Regions from separate parts of the Sus scrofa genome. Here regions 2, 3 and 4 are each linked to region 1. The links are chromatin contacts, called in public HiChIP or PLAC-seq maps. All regions are on one chromosome and are shown on one strand. The core of a region is the stretch at or near the end of the contact, and the rest is flanking DNA. Distances in the headings are between cores, read along the strand shown. Region 1 has its middle 20 kb from the start of CHST15. Region 2 has its middle 58 kb from the start of OAT. Region 3 has its middle 110 kb from the start of OAT. Region 4 has its middle 43 kb from the start of OAT.

What was found. HiChIP or PLAC-seq counts read pairs in DNA pulled down with a chosen protein or histone mark.
Region 2: a contact with region 1 is called in an H3K27ac HiChIP or PLAC-seq map of alveolar macrophages. The contact joins two enhancer-like sites. A contact is called at or near these places in 2 of 2 datasets of contacts at active chromatin or transcription factors (alveolar macrophages and skeletal muscle).
Region 3: an H3K27ac HiChIP or PLAC-seq map of alveolar macrophages shows a contact between it and region 1. The contact joins two enhancer-like sites. A contact is called at or near these places in 1 of 47 Hi-C or Micro-C datasets (embryonic fibroblasts) and 2 of 2 datasets of contacts at active chromatin or transcription factors (alveolar macrophages and skeletal muscle).
Region 4: an H3K27ac HiChIP or PLAC-seq map of alveolar macrophages shows a contact between it and region 1. The contact joins two enhancer-like sites. A contact is called at or near these places in 4 of 47 Hi-C or Micro-C datasets (brain, embryonic fibroblasts, fetal skeletal muscle and 1 more) and 1 of 2 datasets of contacts at active chromatin or transcription factors (alveolar macrophages).

The regions. Positions count from the first base shown.
Region 1 is chr14:133,561,904-133,567,432 of Sscrofa11.1, reverse strand. No RefSeq gene overlaps it. Among named protein-coding and RNA genes, the nearest start is that of CHST15, 20 kb to the right of the region's middle. Within about 2 kb of position 3,497, at least 16 of the 83 cell types and tissues checked have an H3K27ac peak or open chromatin away from gene starts, as enhancers often do. A contact at or near this core is called in alveolar macrophages and retroperitoneal adipose tissue, where this site is marked.
Region 2 is chr14:133,764,115-133,770,284 of Sscrofa11.1, reverse strand. No RefSeq gene overlaps it. Among named protein-coding and RNA genes, the nearest start is that of OAT, 58 kb to the left of the region's middle. Within about 2 kb of position 4,149, at least 17 of the 83 cell types and tissues checked have an H3K27ac peak or open chromatin away from gene starts, as enhancers often do. A contact at or near this core is called in alveolar macrophages, where this site is marked.
Region 3 is chr14:133,716,579-133,722,376 of Sscrofa11.1, reverse strand. No RefSeq gene overlaps it. Among named protein-coding and RNA genes, the nearest start is that of OAT, 110 kb to the left of the region's middle. Within about 2 kb of position 2,951, at least 13 of the 83 cell types and tissues checked have an H3K27ac peak or open chromatin away from gene starts, as enhancers often do. A contact at or near this core is called in alveolar macrophages, where this site is marked.
Region 4 is chr14:133,779,445-133,784,850 of Sscrofa11.1, reverse strand. No RefSeq gene overlaps it. Among named protein-coding and RNA genes, the nearest start is that of OAT, 43 kb to the left of the region's middle. Within about 2 kb of position 2,515, at least 12 of the 83 cell types and tissues checked have an H3K27ac peak or open chromatin away from gene starts, as enhancers often do. A contact at or near this core is called in alveolar macrophages and retroperitoneal adipose tissue, where this site is marked.

The DNA of each region.
Region 1 (5,529 bases), core at 2,248-4,747:
TTATAAATCCATTAGGAAATTAAAAATCTCGGCTGTGACTTTAAAAGATGGAATGGAATTTTCTTCCGAGGCCCTGAAGGTAAATTTCTTTTCCTTAGCAAATGCCGAAATCTAACGAGCCCAAATCCCCTGACTAAGGATAACGTTCCCAGAGGAGGTGGCGGCCCCTTAACCGTCCAGTGACTTGCAGTAAAGATCATGTTTTCAGAAACGGTAACATAAAAACTTATGGGTTTTGCCCGGAGCTGGGCCTAGAACTGTAGGAGACACCTCTGGGGTGCCAGGACCCACTGGGTGCTGAGCTGGGGCGGCGAGTCAGGCCGCCTCCCAGGGGGTCAAGGTCCACGGGGGTCCAACAGGTCATGGTTGGTTTGGGAGCTGGATAAGAGAGACAGGATGCACAAAGTTGCATGTCCACCAGGGCAAGTTAGAGTTCAACCAGGACTAGTTAGTCTTCAGCTAGGGAAGTTATTATACCACCAGGGCATGCTAGTGACAACCGGAGAATAGCCAGAGAAGTTAGTCCACTAACAAGAAGTTAGTCTAGTCACTGTATGACCGGGTCAAGTCAGGGATCAACAGGACTAGTTAGTGCACTCCAGGGTCAAGTTAGTATAGAACCAAGACTAGCCGCTGTACCACCAGAGCAAGTTAATGTGCCGCATGGAGGTGTTTTAATACCCCCCCATCCAGAAATCAGACTTTGAGCAGACCCGGGCCTGGAACAAACCTGAGATCTGGAGCCGGCCGTGCAGATGTGAGGGACGGAGGCGCGGCCCCCTGAGGGTCTTCTTGGGACCCCTGACACTGGGCTTCCAGCGAGGCCTGGGCATGGGGGAGCGCCTCTGCCAGCCTGAGGGGGCCTGTTGGATGCCCAGAGAGAAGACCTGCAGAGGCTGCAGCCCAGGCTGGAGCCCACAGACCCCAGGAGGCAGCGCCCCCTGCAGAACTCAATCTTCCGTCACCACGAGAAGGTGGTCGTCTCCAGGTGTCAGAACTCAAGGACATGGGATTGTACCCCGGATGTGAGTGAGGCCGTGGAGAATCTACAACCTCACATCCCGAGGGAGAAACTCACCAACCGAGGATTTTTGATTTAGTTGGATGCACATCCTCCAGCCGTGCTGGATGATTGTGAGACTGTGTGTGTGTGTGTATACATGGTTTGTGTGTGTGTGTTTTATATATGCATGTGTAGGGCTGTGTGTGTTGTGTGGTGTGTGTTGTGTGTTGTGTGTGTGTGTGTGTGGTGGGTAGGGGTATATTGTACGGTGTGCCGGTGTGATGTGAGGTACCTGCAGTCTGTGGGTGTGGTGGGTGTGGTGTGTGTGGATGTGGTGTGTATGTGTGTTTGCTGTGAGAGTGTGGTTCCCGAGTACTGAATAAGGGCAAAAGGAACTCCCGCCAGGGAAGCAAAGGCCCAGGCAGCATTCTAAAGAGAAGAGACCCTTGGGGCCAGGAGGGGCCAGGAGGGGCCAGGCCATTGGAGCCGGAAAAGATAGAAGCAAACGAACAGACTGCTTTGACCCCACGTGAGGTATCAGTTTTCTCAAAATATGTTTACACAACCTGGTCATATTTAAACCCTCTCAACAAAGGGACACTTCTTCCGTTAATGTCCCGATGTTAGAGGCATTGGAAGTTTAGGAAGGTTACAGGGAATCGTGGATGCGGGAAGTTCTGTCACAGAATCAATTAGGCAAGAGGAGACCAAAGTTTTGGTCCCACCCTGCCTCTGACTAGCTGTGTGACCTGGTACAATGACCTTTCTGCGGGTCTCATTTCCATAAAGTCTTAAATTGTGTCTAGACACCCGTGGTCTGGGATCCGCGTTGGGGTCAGAATCACCTCGGATGCATTCTCTCGATGTGCACTCCCCAGGAAGGTTCCAGTTGAGTCGTTTTGGTATTAACGTGACTTCTTGCTATGGGCTATAGCTGATTGGACCTGAATGACAGGGACCCAAGGCCATGGACCAAAGTATTTCCCTAGAGGACTGAAATGACAGGTAAGCCCAGGAGGGTGGGCATGGCCAGCTCCTGCAGTGTCTGAGCGCCTCACAGCGCCTGGCAAACAGCAGGCACGTTTACAGATGTTTACTCGCTGAAGGACGAGGCCCAGCGAGTCAGCACGCCATGGCCGTTCTCACTGCAAGGTGGTAGGTCCTGTGGTCGATCGGAGAAGAGACAAAGGAGAACTGGAGAGGAGGCCGACCATGTGGTCCAGGAAAGAGAGACAGGGACAGACAGAGACAGAGATGGAGAGACGGAGAGAGACCCAGAGAGGCAGAGATTTGAGTCCATGGCTTCCCATCTCCACGTGAATTCGCAGACTCTTGAAATCCCGTTCCGAGTTCTCTGTGCAGGTTCTGCTCCAAATCAAGGCAAGAGAGGGGCCAGGATGAGGAGGCAGGATCCCGGGACTTTCTCTCCTCATCAACAGTTCCCAAGCCTTGTCTCTTTTTTCTCATCAGGGACCACATCAAAAACCTAAGCTCCTCCATGAGAGAAATGGAAACCAGCTTTCCCCAGAGAGCATCCTTAAGTCTTGGGCATCCGGGCACCCTGCGTCTTCTACAGAATTACTAACATCTTCTTGTTCACCTGGGTCCCATCTTCCCACCCTTAGGGGTGCCCTTCTTTTTTTTTAATGGCTGCACCCATGGCATGTGGAAATTCCTAGCCAGGGACTGAACCCACACCTCTGCAGTAACCTGAGCCACTGCAGTTGGATTCTTAACCCACTGTGCCACAGTGGGAACTCTGGGGGTGCCCTTTCTGCCTGGAGAACTCCAGGGGGTCAGAAAGCCTCCTGGGCGGCCATGCCCTTGCTTCCATCCGCATTCATGAATGGAGCTCACGCCACAGGCAGTACGCACGCACGCGCGCGTGCACGCGCGCACGCACACACCATCACCACCACTACCATCATTTCCTGTTTTTCTTCACTGTCAAGACTGCTTGTTCTTGGGCCACCTCCTCTTCACACCAGCAGCATCTAAAACACAAGGCATCTGAAGGATTCTGCGCTATTCCCACAGTGGTCCAGCCCCCCCTCATTTCCTCCTATTGTTTGAAGAGGATGTGCTTGATTCCGTGTGTGTGTGTGTGTGTGTGTGTGTGTGTGTGTGTGTGTGTGTGTGTGTGTGTGTGTGTAACTGAGGAAATGGCTGCAAGATGGGTCTGCTTGTCGGGGTTGGCAGTGAGGGGAAGACGGCTGTAAATTCTAATTCCTGGGGGAGACACTAAGAGAGAAAACCATCCTACATCCTCACCTTCTGAATATTTGCAACGCACTGAACACGTGTTTGCAGAATGCCTGCGTCCCCAGGCTGTTGCCAGCCTGCGGAGAAATGCTCAGGAGAAAACAAAGGAAGTAAGACCTGGACCCACGTTGCCCCGAGGAAGCTGATGATTGGCAGGTGGGGGGAGTAGGGAAAGCGATGGGCACAGTGGGGCTCCTGCTGGGTGCCCAGGACGGTGCTGACTCAGCTCTTTCCTCCCGGGAGGAGGTTGCATTTTAGAGATGAGGAAGTGGAGGCTCAGATAGGGTGTGACACAGCTGTGAAGTGGGGAAGCCAAGGTTTGAGGTCAGGTCGACCGGGGCTCAGTCCCTAGACCAGGCTGACTTTGGAAATCAAGCAAACCAGCAAAAGAAACATTCCCAAACCAGGAGCCGGGCGTGAACCCACTGCTGGGCCTGAGGGCGGGTGCAGCAGGGCTCAGGGAGTAGCCAAGAGTGGGGACAGGGCTCCAGGGTTGAGGGAGCCCTGAGCGGGATGGAGAGGGGGCTGGATCTGTACCCCAGAAGGCAACCTGGGCACCTGAGGTACCCCAAAACGCTCAGCCTGACCAAGCAGCTCCAAGGAAGCCGTCTCTGCCCAGGGATCCAGGAAGCTGAGCAGAACCAGCCCTGCCCTGAGGACCATCCTTACGGCCTGAGGGGGACCTTGTTCCAGCACAGACGGCTCCTCCCCTCCCCTCCCCCTCCCCTCCCCTCTCCTTCTCCCCCAGCCTCACCCTCCTCCCTCCCTTCAGGCAAAGCTGGTGGGTGCAGAGATGCTGGGTCTCTCTGTGCCTGGAATGAGCTCAGATGTGAATCTGTTTCTCCATACACAGGAAATCTCTTATTTTACAAAGTGACAAGTGGGGAGTTATCTTCCACAAATGTGTAATAATACTTTTCAGTGGGAAGGGATATGGCTTTATGCCTTAGCATGTCAGCATGTGCTGGTGGACGCAGAGGCTGATGGAAAGTTAAAAGGACACCAGAGGACCGGATCCCATCTTGGGCCATGGCTCTGTCACAGGATGAGCCAGCGTGTAGGCCCTCTCCATGGGCACTGCACGCTGGTCCCAGTGTCTGGTGCCACCAGCCTGGTGTCAAAGGCTGCTTGGCCCGGGAAGCTTGGGGAGCTGGGGTCCAGCTCAGGCTCTGAGACAAACTCATGACCCACACAGTCATCTATCTCCTCTCCAGCTCGGGTTTCCCCTCCAGCTCAGCAGGTTGTAGGACAAAACGCTGGCCTCACATCCAGGGGGGCAGGGGTTGCTTTATAAACACGACTAGGGCCCAGCCTAGGCCCAGAGATTCTGACTTTATTTATTTGAGGTGGGACCTGGTTATTGGTGATTTTGAAAATCTTTGCCAATGGATCCTAACACGGAGCCGGCAAAGAGCATCAATAACCTGATGAGGTCAGGGTTTCTCCCCTGGGTCTCACCTGGGGTGGGGTCTTCACCTTGGGAAGAAGAAATAACCCATTTGACTTTTTTTTTTTTTTGGTCTTTTTAGGGCCACACCCAGGGTATGCAGAAGTTCCCAAGCCAAGGGCTGAATTAGAGCTGCAGCCGCCACAGCCACAGCCACAGTAACTTGGGATCCTAGATGAGTCTGCGACCTACACCACAGCTCACAGCAATGCCGGATCCTTAACCCACTGAGCGAGGCCGGGGAACGAACCCGTGTCCTCATGAAACAATCTATTTAAAAGTCAGAATTGCAATGAGATCCTGCTGTATAGCCCTGGGAATTATATCTAGTTACTTACGATGGAGCATGCTAATGTGAGAAAAAAGAATCTATACATGTATGTGTAGCTGGGTCCCCATGGTGTACAGTGGAAAATTGACAGAATGCTATAAACCAGCATTCTGGTTAAACGGAAAAAAAATCATAACTAAAAAAAAAGTCATAATTGTTTTCACTCCTGGCAGTTTCTGTTTCTTTATTTTGTTCATCAACTCAGAGGATTTCTAGGTCACTTTCTTGCAATATTGGCTAATACTTTTGTAAAATTATGGATGAGGTCAAGGGCAGTGAGAATTACACTGTCTCATACAGCAGCCACTTGCCACAGGTGCCAATTTAAATGGATAGAAATTACATAAAATTAAAGTTTAATTTCCCCAGGGTTCAATACCTCCAAGTGACTAGTGACGGCTGGATTGGACAGCGGGGTATAGGACCCGTCTGTCATCACAGAAAATTTTCCTGGACAGTGCAGATCTGGAGACTAGATGACAGGCC
Region 2 (6,170 bases), core at 2,900-5,399, 200 kb before region 1:
CCTATCCCTGGCTGGGAACCTGGGGCAGGTCCAAGCCTCAGTCTCTGCATATGAGAAGTGGGCATAATAACAGCTACCCCCAAGGACCAGGGTGAGAATTCAATGCACCGTAGGTGCTCTGGGACCCGCATTCCTTCTCATCACCCTTCGTCTTGTTTGGTCCTCCCCTCCCGCTCCTGGCCTACCTTCGAGAAGCAGATCCTGAGACCAGGCTTTGAGAGAGAGGGCGCACCTGGGAGGCCAGCCCAGACCAAACCTCCCGAGGGGTGACGAGCTGGGTAGAAAGCTGCTGGGGGAGACCCCAGGAGGCACCACCTGAGGGGTGAGGTCGCTGGGGCTGTGCATGCCCACCCCGTCAGGCACCGGGCACTGCCCCCAGGACTCCTAATCCCCACGGTGCTCTAGGCTCACAGGGCTTGTGGCCAGAGCAGGTGCCGTGACCCCAGGCCGGCCCAGTGCCCCGCCCTGCAGTGTCGAGGAGGGTGTTTCCTTTACTGGCTCAGGCCTGCCTCCAATCTCTGCATCTCTGCCTGGTTTGGCACAGAAAGCTAAGAAAGAGTTAAGAAAGACCTGGAACCATAGCAGGGGCCCTGGGAGCTCGGTGGGAGGAGACGGTGTGGAAGCCAGGGCCTGCTCTCTTGCTAAGCCTTAGGATCAGGTTGCCTTCCACTGTCCTCAGCAATTCTTCGATAATTTGCCTGTCTCAGCAGAGCTCGGGAGCATAGCGAAAAGGATTTTCCTTCCTGGGGCCGGAGTGTTGGCAGTCGTGGGGGAGAGCTGGGTGGGCCGCCGCTGGCCTGCTTTCTCTGGCCACAGGGAACCCGAGACCACGGGCTGTGCACACACGGTGGGGGAAATGGGCACGCCCACTCCAGGGGAGGCTCAGGACTTCCAGCCTTGGTCAAGGTGAGGGCTGGGGTCTTGTGGGCTCCTCCCCCCTCTGTCTCAGCCCGGCTCTGGCTGCTGCCGGGAGCTGGCATCTGGTTTGAAGCTCCAAGGAACTATACCCTGTGGTCTAGGATGCTGGGAAAGCCTCTGGCTTGCACCTCTAATCCCAGGTGTGGGGTTGGAGGTGCCAGGGCAGGGGTGGGCTGTGGAGGAGGCTGCACTGGGTTGGAGGAGGGCTTTGGTGGAAGGGGGATGCTTTTTCTACCTCTGAGAGGCCAGCCAGACTGGACTTGGCCTCAGCCGGCCAGTGCTATCTGCCCCCAGGCCTCAGGCTCAGAGGACTAACCGCAGCTGTCTGGGGGATGGGTGTGGGGCTGGGGCTCTTGAGTTCCCGGCTCTGCAGAACTTAGGGTCTGGCAGCCACCTGGCCCAGAAAGGGAGCTGGGTGAGGGAGGGCAGCAATGGGCCTAGAAGGAGGGAGCTCGCTGGGGTGCGATCTGGGGACACCCTGTTGGGACTGAGACTGCTCCGGAGATAGGCTCCCAGCTCCTGAGGTGGTCTTGTGAGAGAATGCGAGCAGAAGGTGCTGGATCCCAGGGGGCCGAGCCTCAGGTGTCAGTGACCCTTGCCCAGGACAGGCACCCCAAGCCTCACGTCACAGTGGGAAGGCAGCTGTGGTCTTCTTTTAGGTCTGGTGACCTGCCCCCCGACATGCCTACCTACCATTCAGCTTGGCTGTTCAACCACCTCTTTTTAAAAAAAATTTTTTATTATTTACTTATTTATTTATTTTTGTCTTTTTGCTATTTCTTGGGCCGCTCCCGCGGCATATGGAGGTTCCCAGGCTAGGGGTCCAATCGGAGCTGTAGCCACCAGCCTATGCCAGAGCCACAGCAACGCAGGATCCGAGCCACATCTGCAACCTACAACACAGCTCACGGCAACGCCGGATCGTTAACCCACTGAGCAAGGGCAGGGACCGAACCCGCAACCTCATGGTTCCTAGTCGGATTCGATAACCACTGCACCACGACGGGAACTCCCTAAAAAATTTTTTTTTAAATTGTAGTTGATTTACAATGTTCTGTCAATTTCTGCTGTCATACATATGTATACATTCCTTTTTGCATAGTATCTTCTTTTTTTTTTTGTCTTTTGAGGGCCACACCCGCGGTATATGGAGGTTCCCAGGCTAGGGGTTGAATCGGAGCTGTAGCTGCTGGCCTACACCACAGCCACAGCGACGCCAGATCCGAGCCACGTCTGCGACCTGCACCATAGCTCACATGGCAACGCTGGATCCTTAACCCACTGAGCAAGGCCAAGGATCGAACCTGCAACCTCATGGTTCTCAGTCAGACTCGTTTCCGCTGCGCCACAACGGGAACTCTGGGACGGCATCTTCTATCTGCTACCACAACTGACTGGATGTAGTTCCCTGTGCTGTCCGGCAGGGCCTCATCATCAACTGCCTCTTAAGAGTCTCCTGGTCTTGGACTTCCCGTTGTGGCTCAGTGCTTTACTGCTGAGCCGCAGCAGGAACTCCATCATCTCTGTTTTAAAGGGGAGGGAACTGAGGCAAAGAGAGGGTAAGTAACTTCCCCGGGGTCGCACAGCCAGGAAGCGGTGGGGCTGGGAATTGAACTCGGGAAGTTGGGAGCCGCCTGCCCGCCCAAGGTAGATTGGGCCCCACCTGAGCCACACGGCTGCCCTGCGTTGCAGTGGGTGTTCAGGCTCTGATAGTGTCCTTGCGTGCAGCTCTGATTTTAGGAGCAAGCTGCAGGAGTAGCTGAACCCTGTCTTCAGATTCCAGAGCTCGGGATCTGCCCTGAGCCACCCAGGTTGGCCTCAGGGCTGAGCTAAAGGGCAAGCCACGCCATTCCTGGGCCAGAGTGACCTTGGACGGGGCACCACCTGCGGAGCCGGATCACTCGGGTTCAAATCCAGCTTCCATTTCCAGTGGCATGATTGTGGGCAAGTCCCTTAACTGGACCGTGCCTCAGTTTCCCCATCAGTGAAGAGTAAATGCAGCAGCTCCCTGATTGGGTTTTGGAGAGAAATACACTACCTGTGAAGCCTGGGACCCGTGCCTGGTGTAGGTAAGAGCTCCTTCGACCTTAGCTATGATCCCACCTTGAGCCTGGGCACCCACGCTTCTGTGGCCCTGCCCTCGGCCGGGTGGGCCCCTCACCTGCGAGTCCTGGCCCAGCATCTTTTCAGGAAGCTCTTCCTTGGGAGGTTCTGTCGTTTTCGTCCTGGGCACCCCCCTCTCTGTCTCCCTGGGGGAGCGCTTATCACGGAGGGTGAGTTTTTCATCTGGTGGTTTGATTTGTGTCTGTCTGCAAGCTCTGGAGGGCAGGATTCTTGTTGGCATCTTCCACAGCCACGTCCCCTGCCGAAGGGCCGAAATCAACCTTTAAGTGAGTGAGCCTGGCGAGAGCGCACGGAGACCCGCGCCAGGCCTAGGACTTCGGGCTGCCAGGATGTCCTGCAGAAAGGCTGCCATTAGGACTGTCCTTCTCCCCCAGAAAAGCCCGTCTTGCTCTCTCTGCTCCCAGCAGCGAACACCCCAGGACTCATCCCCCGACCAAAGTCCTCCCAGGGGCTGCTGTGCTCCGGATTTTCTGAGAAGGTTGCCGCCCTGTGAGGCCCAGCTCCTACTGACCCAAGGCCACCCTCGGGGCCTCTGCTCATGCTGTACAACCTGGGGAAGGAGCCCCTGTGGGGACAGATTGTCCCCGGGGACTGGCTCCCTTCAGTCTGGATCCACCATTCTAGCAGATTCCAGTCCGCAGGGCCTGAGCATCCGCAAAGGAGGGCTCCTGAGGCTGTTAGGATGAGCGCTGTTGGAGTGCCTGTTGTGGCTCAGCAGGTTAAGAACCCAACTAGTGTCCATGAGGATGGGGGTTCGATCCCTGGCTTGCTCAGTGGGTTAAGGCTCCAGCATGGCCACAAGCCACGGAGTAGATTGCAGATGGGGCTCGGATCTGGTGTTGCTTTGTCTATGGCGTAAGCTGGTGGATACAGCTGCAATTCGACCCCTAGCCTGGGTCCGCAGGCTGCAGGTGCGGCCCTAAAAAGAAAAAAGAAAAAAAAAGAGCACCGTTTTCTCCAGCCTTCCTCTGGTGCTGAGGCTTCAGGCCGGGGGCTGCGGGGTCAGGAGCCAATGTTTGCCGTAGGCCTGCTGAGCCTGGCCCAGGACAGGGTGTGGCCCGAGCCGTGTCTCCAAGCTTCGGGAGGCTGGGCTGAACTTGCTAGAGGGGTCAGTGCTATCCCTTCATTTTGAGGAGGGTGCTGAGGCTCAGAGAAGGGAAGTAACTTCTCCACAGTGACAGAGCCAGATGCGGAGGGGAAATGATGTCACAGGCCTGGCACCAAGAGCTGTCCTTCTCATGCTCCCTGACCCCTGGGGACCTGGAAACTCAGACAGAGAAACTATTTCTTTGGGCCTCAAGGGCCCTGGAAGTAGGTGGTGTTGGCATTTTATTTCATTTGTTTATTTTTACTTTTTTTAGGACCACACTCACGGCCTATGGAAGTTCCCAGGCCAGGGGTCGAATCGGAGCTGTAGCTGCTGGCCTACACCACAGCCATAGCCACGCAGGATCTGAGCCGTGTCTGCAACCTATACCCCAGCTCCCGGTAACACTGGATCCTTAACCCTCTGCGTGAGGCCAGGGATCGAACCCACATCCTCGTGGATACCAGTCGGGTTCATTACTGGGAACTCCCGGATTGGGATTTTAAAGTATGCCGTGCTCACCTTCGGGCTGGTGCTTCTGCTGGAAGCCTGCCCCTGGCTGAGCATACTTATGGGGGGTTGGATGAAAGCAGCTGGCTCTGAAGGCTTCCTTGGGGGCAAAGGATAAGCCTTGTTGGCTGTCTTGGTTGCCAGGAAATGACCTCTGCGGGCAGAGGTGGTGCGTGGGGGGACATGTGTTCTGCCCAGGGGGACGGTTTGACGAAGGCGGAGGGGCTGGAGGTTGGCCAGGTCGTCCTGCTCCTGGACCCGGCTGTGCTTCCACAGCTGCTGATGAGGAAATTCTCCCAGAGTTGATTTTAAAAATAGATCTATAAAAATTTCTGGGCACCGTTTAGAGTTGAAGCCCTAAGGGAAGCACATGAACCTTTCCTGCTGACGGGCTGCGGGGATCCAGGGATGTTTATGTGGGCGGGGGGATTCTGGTGGGTCACTGGGCATGGCTTTGCGGAAAATATTTTCTCGGCTGCCATGGCCTGGACCCAGAAAACCCTCCAGAGGCACCAGTGGTAAGGCTGTGACTTAGTAACGCTGGGATGTGGTGACCCTGTGACCTTGGACGTGGTGACGCCCCTGAGTCAGGCCTGCAAGCTCTGGCAGGCCTGTGGGTTCCAGCCAGAGGCTAAGCCTGGCTGCTGGACGGTCTCAATTTTTTCTCGTTCTCCATCAGTAGCCAACCTGGCCAGGGACAGCTCACCTCGGAGGGCCCCTGACATGCCTGTCCTCTGGGCCAACTTTCTTGATGTCTTTTTTATTTTTATTTTATTTTTTCTGCTTTGTGTGGCCGCACTGGCAGCATATGAATGTTCCCAGGCTAGAGATCCAATCGGAGCTGCAGCTGCCGGCCTACCCCACAGCCACGCCAGATCTGAGCTGTATCTGCAACCTACGCTGTGCAGCTGGCCGCAACGCTGGATCCTTAACCCACTGATCAAACGCCAGGGATTGAACCCCCATCCTCGTGGATACTAGTCGGGTTCTTAACCAGCTGAGCCTCAGCGGAACTCCCCTTAATGCCTGGGTCCACCAGGGTCCTGGTGGGGCCAGCGCTTGGTCCTGCCTTGGCTTCTTCCTCCTAATTCTAGGTCACCGTGTAGGAAGCAGATCATTTTCCTGCTGATAACGGCCACCTCTCACGGCAGCACGCGGACGCGTGGCCTTCACGAGTTCCCTGGGCCTTTGCTCTCTGACTTACACTTTGGGATGAGGCCGCTTGGGGGGTGCGGTGGAGGGAGGGGGTGTGTGCGGGAGGAGACCGTGCAGGCCCTTGGTGCTGTGCTGACCCTCTAGTGTTCTGGGCAGGGCACCTCCAGCGCTTTTGTAGGTGACGCCCCTGCTCTGAGTCCACTTTTGAGGCCAGGCTTTGAAGCTGGTGAGCATTTTGGCATCTCCATCATCTCTGGTCCAGGGCGAGCTGCCTTCCTTGGGCCACATCTTGGGGGTTTCCGATCCCCCAGAGCGATGCCGTAGAGGCTGCCTCAGTTTCCCCAGCCACCTACCTCTGTGCCCTCAGGAGACAAAA
Region 3 (5,798 bases), core at 1,702-4,201, 160 kb before region 1:
GGGCCATTTCTCTTAGCCAAAGACCAGGACCCTTGATCCATGTGCCAGTCCTGCCATCCTGCCTCAGCAGGTGTCTCTGCCCACAACCCCTGTCCCTCCCGAACACCCTACAGGACACTTCATGTCAGTTCAGGCTCAACACAGTGGAAACCTCCACGGGGGCCCTGAACTGCTGGGGAACCAAGGGAGGCCAAGCCCAGGGGCAGGCTTGTGCGGCTGGGGGGTCCTGCCCCACTGAGCCAGGGATCTACGTGGTTGGCAGTGGTAGTCCTGGTGCTTGCAGAGGCCAGTGGCTGGGCACTGGGCCAGGCCTCTATGTCCCTTCCCTGTGGACACACCTGGGCCAACAGAGTGAGATGGAGCAGACTGCCGATTCCAAGATGTCACTTTGCTGCTGAAATAGGCTGATTTTAAAGAATCAAAGAGAGTGGTTTATTTACGGCTGAAGTCATTTCAAAGGGAATTAGGAACGTAAATCACAGTTGCTCTGGCTTTGCTTCCTTTTTAACCACGTCCGGAAAAGAGCGTTTCCATGAATTCTGTGTACATGTGGAAAAGGAGGCTGAGAGAGAAAAGCTGGGGAAGGATTTCAGAGTCAGGCGATGCATCGGTGTGTTCATGTATTGTTGTTAAAGTGACATGAATAAATCATGACACCGGGTAGGACTGCGGCTTCACGGGAGCCCTTCTGCATGGAACATAGGGGGCTGCTCCTCCCAGCGGTTCTGGGGGCAGGTGGGGCAGGTTCAATATTAGCCCCAAGGGGCAGGCAAGGAAGCCAGGACTCAGACACGAGGGGACATGGCTGGGTCACCCAGCCCGGGACGGGAGCTGCTGCCGACCCGTGTCACTTTGCTCCAAGTCCAGGGCGCCTTCTCCGACCTCATGATGGTAGTCATAAAGCCAGGACTTCCATTCCTGCAGATCATTCTAGGTGGTTATATTGGGTCACCATGACCTGGACCAGGAAGAGGTGTGAGTTTGTGCCCCAGACCCCTCCTCGAACCTCCACCAGCATTACTGGGAATAGTGGGGCGTGAGGGGTAGGGCTGCCAGGAAAAAGAGCGGATACCTGGTTAAGTGTGCATTTCAGATCAACCGTGATTCCTTTCTTGGTATAAATATATACCCAATACTGCAGTGACATACTTACCTTAAACGTTAGGGAGTTCCTGTTGTGGTGCAGTGGAAATGAGTTCGATTAGTATCCATGAGGACGCGGGTTCAATCCCTGGCCTCGCTCAGTGGGTTAAGGATCAGGCATTGCTGTGGCTGTGGTGTAGGCCAGCAGCTGTACCTCTGATTTGACCCCTAGCCTGGGAACTTTCATACGCCATGGGTGTGGCCCTGAAAAGAAAAAAAAAGAAAAAAAAATTTAATTTGATGTTTATCTGAAATGCAAAACTCACCATGCGTCCTGCATTAGTGGTTGCCAACTCTGGCATCCTGAGAGGGGGAGGCCTTGTTCCTTGTTCCCTTTCGACTTCCGGACCCACTTGCTGTGAAGACACTGGGGTGGGCAGGGGAGAGAGAAAAAGGATTCAGACCCAGCTCCTGCCCGAGAAGAGCCTGTAGGGAGGGAGGAGACAGAGGGTCTGACCAGGGCAGTGGGCATGGGCACAGGCCGATCCAAAGGGAAGTTGTCCCCCCCCCCCAAGGGTAGATTAGCAAAGGGACACCTCCTATTGTCTCCCGTCCCGGGTCTAACGTTCACCTCTCTCCTTCCAGCCTCCCCACTTCCATCCTGTCCTGAAGGCCCGGCCTCAGCAGACTTGCTTGACCCTGTTTCCCAACCGTGGTCCTGTTGGCCCCATGCCCCACAGCTGGGCTGAACCGCTGCACTCATGAAGAAGGGGGGTGGCAGTTGCAGGTCCCTGGCAACACATGACCTTTGGTTTCCCGAAACCAAAATCCCCCAGGAGGGGGTGCCCTGGTGGTCCGGTGGGTAAAGGATCTGGTGTTATCACTGCTGTAGCTCTGGATGCTGCTATGATACACATTGGATCCCTGACCTAGGAACTTCCACAGGCTGTGGGCGTGGCCCCCAAACCATCCCCAAATCTCCCGGGAGTCTATCCTCCAGGGACAACCTGAAGTTTGTGGCATGTGGCCTCCATTCTTTCTCTGTTTCTGTCTCGCAAGAACGTAGTGAGAGCATCTCGAATAAGATGTTTAATCCTTGGCAATAAGCCCACACCCAGAGTCACGGAACCATCAGTAATCATGAGATTTATTGCATCAGTTCCTGGGTTACTGGAAAGAAGGTTTGGCTCATGGGGAAACTCAGGAAGGTGGGGCCACCGTGCCAGCCCCACCAGGCTGGAGGAGACACCAGCTTCTCCCTCCTGGCCTCTTTCCTGTGGTGGGAGAGCTGGCAGGGGTGGGCCGCTGTCTCTTTGAACATCTCAGGAGTGCCTCTCGTTTGACTGTCAGGATTTGACATGCTCCATCTTGAAGCTGAAATCTACAGGAATATCATTCGTTCTCTGAATCCAGACATGGTGGGTAATTGGGGGGAACACATTTCAACTTCAAAATGGATTATGAGCATGCAAATATTTGGAGAGCTTCATTTTGTCTTTTAACATGGATTAAAGAGGAAAGCTGGTTGCCATGGAGTGTATTTTCGTCACTTACAAACAGCCAATCAGCTGTCTGCCCATTGGACAGTGATTTGCTGGATGCCTGCTGTGGGCCTGGCTCTGTCCAGGCTGTGGGGTTGAGGCCCACAAACACTGGTGCCTCCCCGGAGGTCCCCAGCCTGGCCAAGGGGCCTCACCAGGTAGACCACAGCAGCTCGGGGCGGTTGGATCCTTCCCACAGCTCTTAGTGTGCGGTGGGGCCACCTGGAGGAAATGATTCAGCAATAGCGTTCAAGCACAGCTCGTAGCCCACGCCCTGGGCCTTCTATCTGCCCCCGCAGGAAGAGGTTAAGAAAGAGCCATCAAGAGCCTGTATTCAAATGCCTGTCCTGGCCACTTCCTGGCTGAGCGTCCTTGGGCAAGTTACTTAACCTCTCTGAGCCACTGCTGCTGCTGCTTCTCCTTCTCCTTCTTCCTCTTCCTTTTCTCCTTCTTAAAGATATTTATCTTCTTTTTTTTTTAGCCATACCCACGGCATGTGGAATTTCCTGAGCCAGCTGCCACCTGCGCCACAGTTAGAGCACTACTGTATCCTTAACCTGCTCTCTGCACAAGCATCTCCTCAACCTCAGCTTCTTTAAGAAAGCGGGGATAAGCGTCATACCTGCCTCACAAAGGCGTCGTGAGGATACAAAGAAAACTGCACACACAGCACTGCCATGCGGCTGGCACACCGCCTGCACACAGACGATTGGGGACACCTTTGCTGTCGTCGTGATTATTGACACCCCCTGCACCTGTGGGTTGAACAGGGAAGTTTCCCACGAGCAGTTGCCCTCCTGTCATCAGGCCTTGTGTCCCCAACCAGGCTGCCCAGCCGAGGCTCTCTCAGCCTGCACAGGGCTACCCTTGCGCAGACGGGAATAACACCCTCCTAGAAGGGCCTGTGCTTGCCACTCCCTGCCTGGGTGATCTGTCCCTCTCTGCCTCTGATACTTCTTTCTGCCCTTGGTGTCCCCTGGGTCAATACTCTTTTTTTTTTTCCTTCTAATTTTTAGATTATAATGATGTACAATGTTCTGTCAATTTCTGCTGAACAGCAAAGTGACCAGATATGCATATGTATACACATTCTTTTTTTCACATTATTCTCCATCGCAAGGGACTAGATAAAGCTCCCTGGGCTCTACAGCAGGATCTCATTGTTATCCACTCCAAATGCTACAGTTTGCATCTACTAACCCCAAACTCCCAGTCATCCCTCTCCCTCCCCCTTGGCAACCACAAGTCTGCTCTCCATGTCCATGGGTTTGTTTCTTTTCTCTCGATAGGTTCATTTGTACCATGTATTAGAGTCCAGATATAAGTGATATCATGTGGTATTTGTCTTTCTCTGGCTGAATTACTTCATTTAGTATGAGAGTCTCTAGTTCCATCCATGTGGCTGCCGTGGGTAAATACTCTCTATGCGGGTCCATCTCAGGAGCCACGCCATCCAGGAAGCCTTCCTGGATTTCCCCTCTTTCGTAGTGCCTGGCCAGTTCCTCCATGATTCCTCTCACCCAAGCTAATGAGTCCTGTGGTGCAGATTGTGGGTCTCCTGATCTAGTGTCCCTGCAAGTGGGCGCTCCTGCCATGCTGCCCTGGCCTGCAGCAGGGACGTGGGCATGGGTCGCACCGGGTGTGGTGCATGCCTGGACATGCCTGGGGTCTAAGGCTGGAAGAAGGAGCAGCTGTTTCCACTTGCCGGTCTCGGCCAGCTGGGTGCCCTGGGGCTGGGAGAGGTGGGGCCTAGGCCCTGGGTGCACAAGCAGTGCTCAAGGCACCAGCTAGGGTCTGGGTCTGCAGCCTCATCTGGTTGTTGGGAGGAGTGATGACTCACGATCGCAGGGCGCTTCTGGTGAATGGTCCCGTTTTGCAAACACCCCTGGCAGGACAGCTGACCAAGCACGAGGCTTCCTCCTCCAGGATGCTGCTGGTGGGCATCCCGGTGGGTGGCCTTCCCTCTCCTGCCTTGGGCTGCGCTTTCCTCCTGGCTCCAGTGGGTGGGGCTGACATTTCCCGGAACACAGCCCCAGGGGTCCTCCAGCTCATGGTTGGGGGAGGCAGGATGGATGGATAGGCAAGTTCAGGGACCTCAGAACCCTCCTCTTCATCATCAGGACTCTGGGGCACTGATCATGGCATCGTCCTGCTCCTGACCTCAGTCCCCAGGACATCAGGCTCAGACCACAGCAGTGCCCAGTGGCCAGTATAGCCCGTGGACCACAGGCTGGAGAGACGCCCCGGGGAAGGGAAGGTTCGCCATTTAACGAGTTTGGGAAATCCCTTGTGTGCAGACTCATACTGTCTAATAATGCTGTTTTTGATTTTGTTTTTTAAAATTTTACTTTTTTTTATAGTTGATTTGCATCTAAGCATCGTGACCCAGTCATATATATAATATATATGTGGTCACACACCTGTGTGTGTGTGTGGAGTAGCACATTCTTTTTCTCACGCTGTCTTCCATCATGTTCTATCCCAAGAGACTGGGTATATAACACATTAAAGGCCCCTGAGCTGTCCTGCAGGAAGAGGCATGTTTGACTTTATTTAACCCGGGGGTCAGCCAATCTCTCTGGGAAGGACCAGGTGGTCACTATCGGAGGCTTTGGAGACTTCTCATCTGTCGCGACGTCCCCACTCAGCTGCTGTCTCGTTAAAGAAGCCAAAACCAGTACCCAAATCAGTGTTCCAATAAAGCTTGATGTATGGAGAGGAAGTGGGCTGGATTTGGCCTGATTTAAACCACCATCTCCCTCTGCCCCTCCCCACATGTTTTCTGGGTGCCCAGTGCGTGCCGAGAGCAGGTTGGAGCACAGTCACTTGTTCCCACGTCGGGTGACTTTGTTTCACGCACAGGGGTCTGTTCTTTCAGCTGCTGTGACCCCCACCACGTGACTAATTCCAGACCGCCTTCCTGCAGCGAGATGGATGGCAGGAGGTGGTTGTTCCAGGAGCTTGGCTCATGTGGACACGGGCTGCACAGAAAGCCCAGGTTACGCCTCCTTCAGCAGCAAATTTGCAGTGACACAATTCATGACACATTTTAAACATCTGAAAGGAGAGATTTGCATGAGATCCCATTTTACACAAAGGGAGATTTTCCTAACGTTTTGATGCCACATTTTCTCCAGAGTGCAAAACGCCCAGAAGGCACTGTGCATCTGTTAG
Region 4 (5,406 bases), core at 1,266-3,765, 220 kb before region 1:
ACCGTTCTGGGGACGAGGGTTGAACAACCATGAGGTTTTCTTGGGTCTACCATAGCCAGAAAATCGCTTGGCTGGGTGCTGCAATGCCGCTGCTGCCCCTGTGAGAGATGCCCCCAGGAGAAGAGAGATGCCATCCCCCGGCATCGTGGAGATGCTGAGAGGTGAAGTCACTCGCCTGGGCTTGAGAAGCGAGGGCCAGAGCTGGGCGTGGAAGCAGGATTTCTCCATCCCAGTGCCAGTGTGTCCCCGCCAGCTCCCACGAGCCCCCGTCCACAGGCTCCCTGCATGGAGACTGAGGGCATAAGTACTGGCTGCCAATGAAACCCCCCATGTGGACCTGGCCTCACCTTTCGCCTGAGATCATGCAGTCGGTGGGTTTCCTAACATCCCTGGGTCTCGGTCTTTGGACCTTTGGACCAACAATAGTGTCTTTGCTTCTAGAATATTTGTGAGGATGAAATGTAATTCTGTGAAGCGCTTAGGAAGCGTTGGCTGTGTGCGTGGACGCTGTTACTATTACTAACAATTGGGCAGAACCCCAAGCATCAGTGCCTCCAAGGATGTGCATCACGGTGCCAGGATGCCTGTAGTTCCTGCCTGCTATGCTTGGACCCCTACACATGCTCCCTCTTCTCTTTCTTAGCCAAATCCTATTTATCATTTGAGGCCCAACTTAGACATCACCACTTCCAGGAAGCCCTCTTTGATTGTGCCCGGTGGAGTAGGCTGCTTCTTCCCTATGCTGGTAGCACGATTGCCTCTCAGGAGGAGTGGCCCTGGACAGCAAGATGGAAGGAGCCCAGCGCTACCCTCTGCAGATCCGGGGTTGCCCATCGCTTCTCGGCGTGTTTTCAAGCTGGTCCAAACCTGACTCCTTACCTGTGACATAGGTTGAGGATGATAAGCTTACCTCCCAAGGTGCTGTGAGGCCTGAATGACATCATTCACGCAAAGCCCTTTCCCCGAGTCCAGCACATGTTAAGTTCCCAGTAAATGGTAGCTGCCTTCAAGTAAAATGCTTGAATCGCATCCGTGTGGGCGCTTAGCTCACGCACCTTGGACCCTTGTGACGGCTGTGCTTGAGTAGCGGGAATGCAACATTGGATGAACTGTTATGAAGCATGTGGGCTGATCGAGTTGATGGGGAGGCCTGTGGGAGCAGAGAGCATTCCCAGGGTCCTTGGTGCTGTTGGGGGCAGTGACTCAGAGACCCCACCCCCTTGTTTTTGGTGTTTTCTGGGGCTGTGTTTAAACACTGGTGGGGGTAGACCTCCCAGACCCCAGGAATCTGGGTACAGTGTGGGGTACCCACTCTGGTCTGCTGGGGGGGAAGGTGTTTCTCAAGGTTGAGTGGTGGGTGGGGGGCTGCCAGGTAACAGGGTGAGGGTCCAATCCCCCGTCCTGCATAGGGGGTGAATGGCCTCGGCTCTGCAGGGCCCTGTGCTGACCTGACTCTTTGTCCCCATTGTCTGGGCAGCCGCCTCCTAAGCTGAGTCTCAGCCCCAGGTTGTCCTGGGGCCATAAACACCTTGTAAAAATTGCTGGGAACAAGATTCTTTATGTTGGTGGCGACTCCAGCCCAGGTCGTTAAGTCTGGCCCGACTCAGACGCAGGGTTGGGACCTGCGGTGGCCGACTCACAGGTTTTGTGAGCCTCTCATTAGAGCCCTGGTGTTGCTGCCCCTCAGCCCCATCCTGCTGGGCTCTGCCTTGAGTCCTGACGGGCCCTTTGGGGCTCCCGGGGCTGGGGGACCCTGGGCTCCAGATTACACGTTTAATACCTTCTGCACTTTTCCTTGCTCTTGGTTTAATGCTCTCCTGTTGCCTCCTTGCAAATCGTAGTCATTTGGAACAAGGGCCTGTATCTTCTTTCTTTTATTTTTTTTAGGGCCACACCTGTGGCTTATGGAGGTTCCCAGGCTAGGGGTTGAATCGAAGCTGTAGCTGCCAGGCTCCACCGCAGCCACAGCAACACCAGGCCCGAGTCACCTCTGCAACCTACACTGCAGCTCAGGGCGACGCCAGATCCTTAACCCACTGAGCGGGGCCAGAGATCGAACCCTCGTCCTCATGGATCCTAGTTGGATTTGTTGCTGCTGAGCCACAGCAGATTCTCCAAGGGCCTGTATTTTCATTTTGCACTGGGCCCTGCACGTAGCTGCTTCTGGTGAAGAGAATGCTTCGCAGGCAGCAGGGCGCTCTCTGGATGGACAAAGGCCAGGCTGGCTGGAGGGCTGGGCCTGAGGGGCACGATTGTCAGAGACCAAGTCAGAGTGGTAATGCCAGATGGTGCGTGGGGGTTGCAGGCACCCTTGGGGCCATCCCAAGGGCTTTGGGTCCCCTCCCAGGGAAACAGGAAGCCACAGGGAGGGGTGAAGAGAAGAGTGACATGATTTGACCTCAAGGTTAGAACGTTCAACTTAGCTGCTGTGTTGGGAAGAGACTCTAAGAGGAGAACTAGGGAGCTCTCTCGGGAGGCTGACCAGGAAATGGGGTAAGGATGCTGGTGACTCAGACCAGGCTGGGCACCGTGGGGGTGGAGGGAAGTGGTCAGATCCCACATGGCTTCTGAGAACGGAGCCAACAGGACTTGTGACGGAGCAGATGTCAGCCAGGCGTCTGGCTCGTCCTGGTAGACAGTTTCCAAAGAGGACGGGGGACAAGCCCTGCCCTGCTGTTCCACCCCCGCCCCCCGTTCCACCAGGAGGCCAAGGCTTCCCTTCCTCTCCCCCGCCCTTGAATTAGGGCCGGGTTTGTAACTCGCTTTGATCTCTAGAGAGGGGGGGAAAGGAGGCCGTGTTCATTCCTGGCCTCACCTTGAAGAGCCGGCAGCTTTGGCTTTGCTCTCTGGGAGCCAGGCGCTGAGCTGTAAGTGGCTGGGAGAGATTCCCAGAGGAGAAGCTGGTGGACACACAGGCGGCACCCACTTCCAGACCTGGGAGAAGGACCTCGTTCCACATTCCAGCCCCAGCTGAGCCCCCGGAAGGATGAAGCCTTGGGAGTGACTCCAGCTGACAGCACGCAGAGCAGATGAACCGCCCAGATGAGCCCTGCCCAAGCTCCCAACCAAGAGAATCATGAGGAGTAAGGCCTGGAGTTCCCGTGCTGGCTCGGTGGTAAGGAACCCACTAGTATCCATGAGGATGTGGATTTGACCCCTGCCCTCACTCAGTGGGTTAAGGATCTGGCATGGCTGTGTGTGGCAGCTCTGATTCACCCCCTAGGCTGGGAACTGCCATATGCTGTGGGTGTGGCTCCAAAAAGCAAAAAAAAAAAAAAAAAAAAAAGAGAGAGAGAGAGAGAAACAAAACCTTGATTTTTTGGGCCACTCATTTTTGGGCTGACGGAGGTATCTGTCAGACACCCAAGTGGAAATGTGTGAATAGGCAGCTGGATAGTTCAGGGAAGGGATCAGGCTGGAAGGGTCAATGCGGGAATTTTCTTGCTTGCTTGCTTTTTTAGGGCCTCACTGAGGCACATGGAGGTTCCTGGGCTACAGGTCAAACCAGAGCTACAGCTGCTGGCCTGCAGCACAGCCACAGCAATGCCAGATCCAAGCCGCGCCTGCAAGCCACACCACAGCTCACAGCAATGCCAGATCCCCCACCCACTGAGCAAGGCCTGGGATCGAGCCCGTGTCCTCATGGATGCTAGTCAGATTTGTTAACCACTGAGACGGGAGCTTCTGGAAAATTTTGACATCCAGTCTTTTTTTTTTTTTTCTTTTTAGGGCAGCACCTGCTACATATGGAAATTCCCAGGCTAGGGGTTGAATCAGAGCTGTGCCTGCGACCGACCGACACCACCGCTCACGATAGCGCCGGATCCGTAACCTACTGAGTGGGACCAGGGATCAAACCTGCGTCCTCATGGATCCTAGTTGTGCTTGTTAACTGCTGAGCCACAACAGGAACTCTGACATACAGAGTCTTAAGGTCTTGAAACTGGATGAGAGTCACAAGGTTGACGGTGGAGAGACAAGAGAAGAGGGTCAAGGACCAAGCCCCGGGCACTTGGATCTTGCAGTGTCAGGAAGGCGCAGAGGGTCTGGGGGTGACGGGGAGGCTGCTGGACAGGCATTTCGGGCAAAAGTCTTTCTCATACCACTGCCCTCGCTCCTGTGTCCTGCGAACACAAACTCATTCAGCTGGGAGGGCAGACGGTCCTGGGCCACATCCAGCCCCGTCTTCTCCGAGCTGAGGTCCTAGCCAGCATCTTCATGCGTCCTACCCCATCACAGGCCAGGCCTTGCTGAGGGCTTTGTATCTTGAGCCAAGTGACAGCTCTCGGACCTCTGTTGGCTCCATGATGGGAGTCAGGTCCCTCCAGGGAGCTGGGAACCTCCCCTCTCCCCGGCAGTAGCTGCCAGGCCCCCAAGGCAGGTGGGAACCAGCCCTTCTGGTCTAAACACAGACTGAGCGGCTCAGACCTGGGCATGGGATACCCAGGGGATCGAGCCCAGGATTTTGGCTGAATGTAGGTGGAAGCAGGTGAGGAACCAAACCAACACAGTGTCCTGGAGAGAGTGGTTGGTCCTGACTTAGGGAATAGCCTGAGAGAAGGCGCCGGGGTCAGAGACAGAAGAATGAGGTTCAGGGGAGAAGGGTGGGGGTGAGCGGGGAGGGATGAGGCTGTAGGGCTGGGGGCAGGCAGGTTGCACCATCAGGCCCAAGGTTCCAACCCTTGGGGACACGAATGGCCCCAAGTGATGTCCCTTTTGTGAAAACATCATCAGGCTTGGTCTTTGTGGGTAATGAAAAGCGGGAGCATTAGCACATTTTGCAATGCGTTTTTATCCTAATGGGTTAAAATACAAAGACTGGTGCTTAAAGGGTAAGTTTCATTTGCCTGCAAGATTCTAAGATGTGCTCGGCTTGCTACGTGTTTAGATGAAACGGGTTTATTTCATAGCCGGACGTGTGCATGAAACGCACTGTGTTGTCACAGGGCCTTGCTCGGTGGGTGTGCCTGCCAGACCTGGATTGTTTGTACGCCTGCGTGATCCTCCCTCCCTCCCTCCTTCTGTTTATTGTCCTTCTCTCCCTGCCTTCCATCCGTCCATCCTGTCCTTCTGCCATAGATTCCTGGGCACTTCCTGGGCACCTGTGCTCTGGGAGCTATTCCAGCCTTATCCCAGTGCCCCCATGTCTTAGTCTTTCATCCTCAAAAAGTAAATAATTGCTGGGAAGGTAAACCAATGCCACCCCCTGAGGGTGCCCCTTCCAAAAAGTTCTGGCCTTTGCTGCTGCTGCAGGAGGTCCGTGCCCACCCCTCGCTGTCCAAGGGATGCCTGAAATAGGGGTGCACCTTCCCATTCTCCACAATTCTCAGGACCGAAGCATCTAATTGCCAAGAAATCACACTCAGCAGTGTTCAGACAGCAACTGAGCCTGGCTGCCGTCGGGGT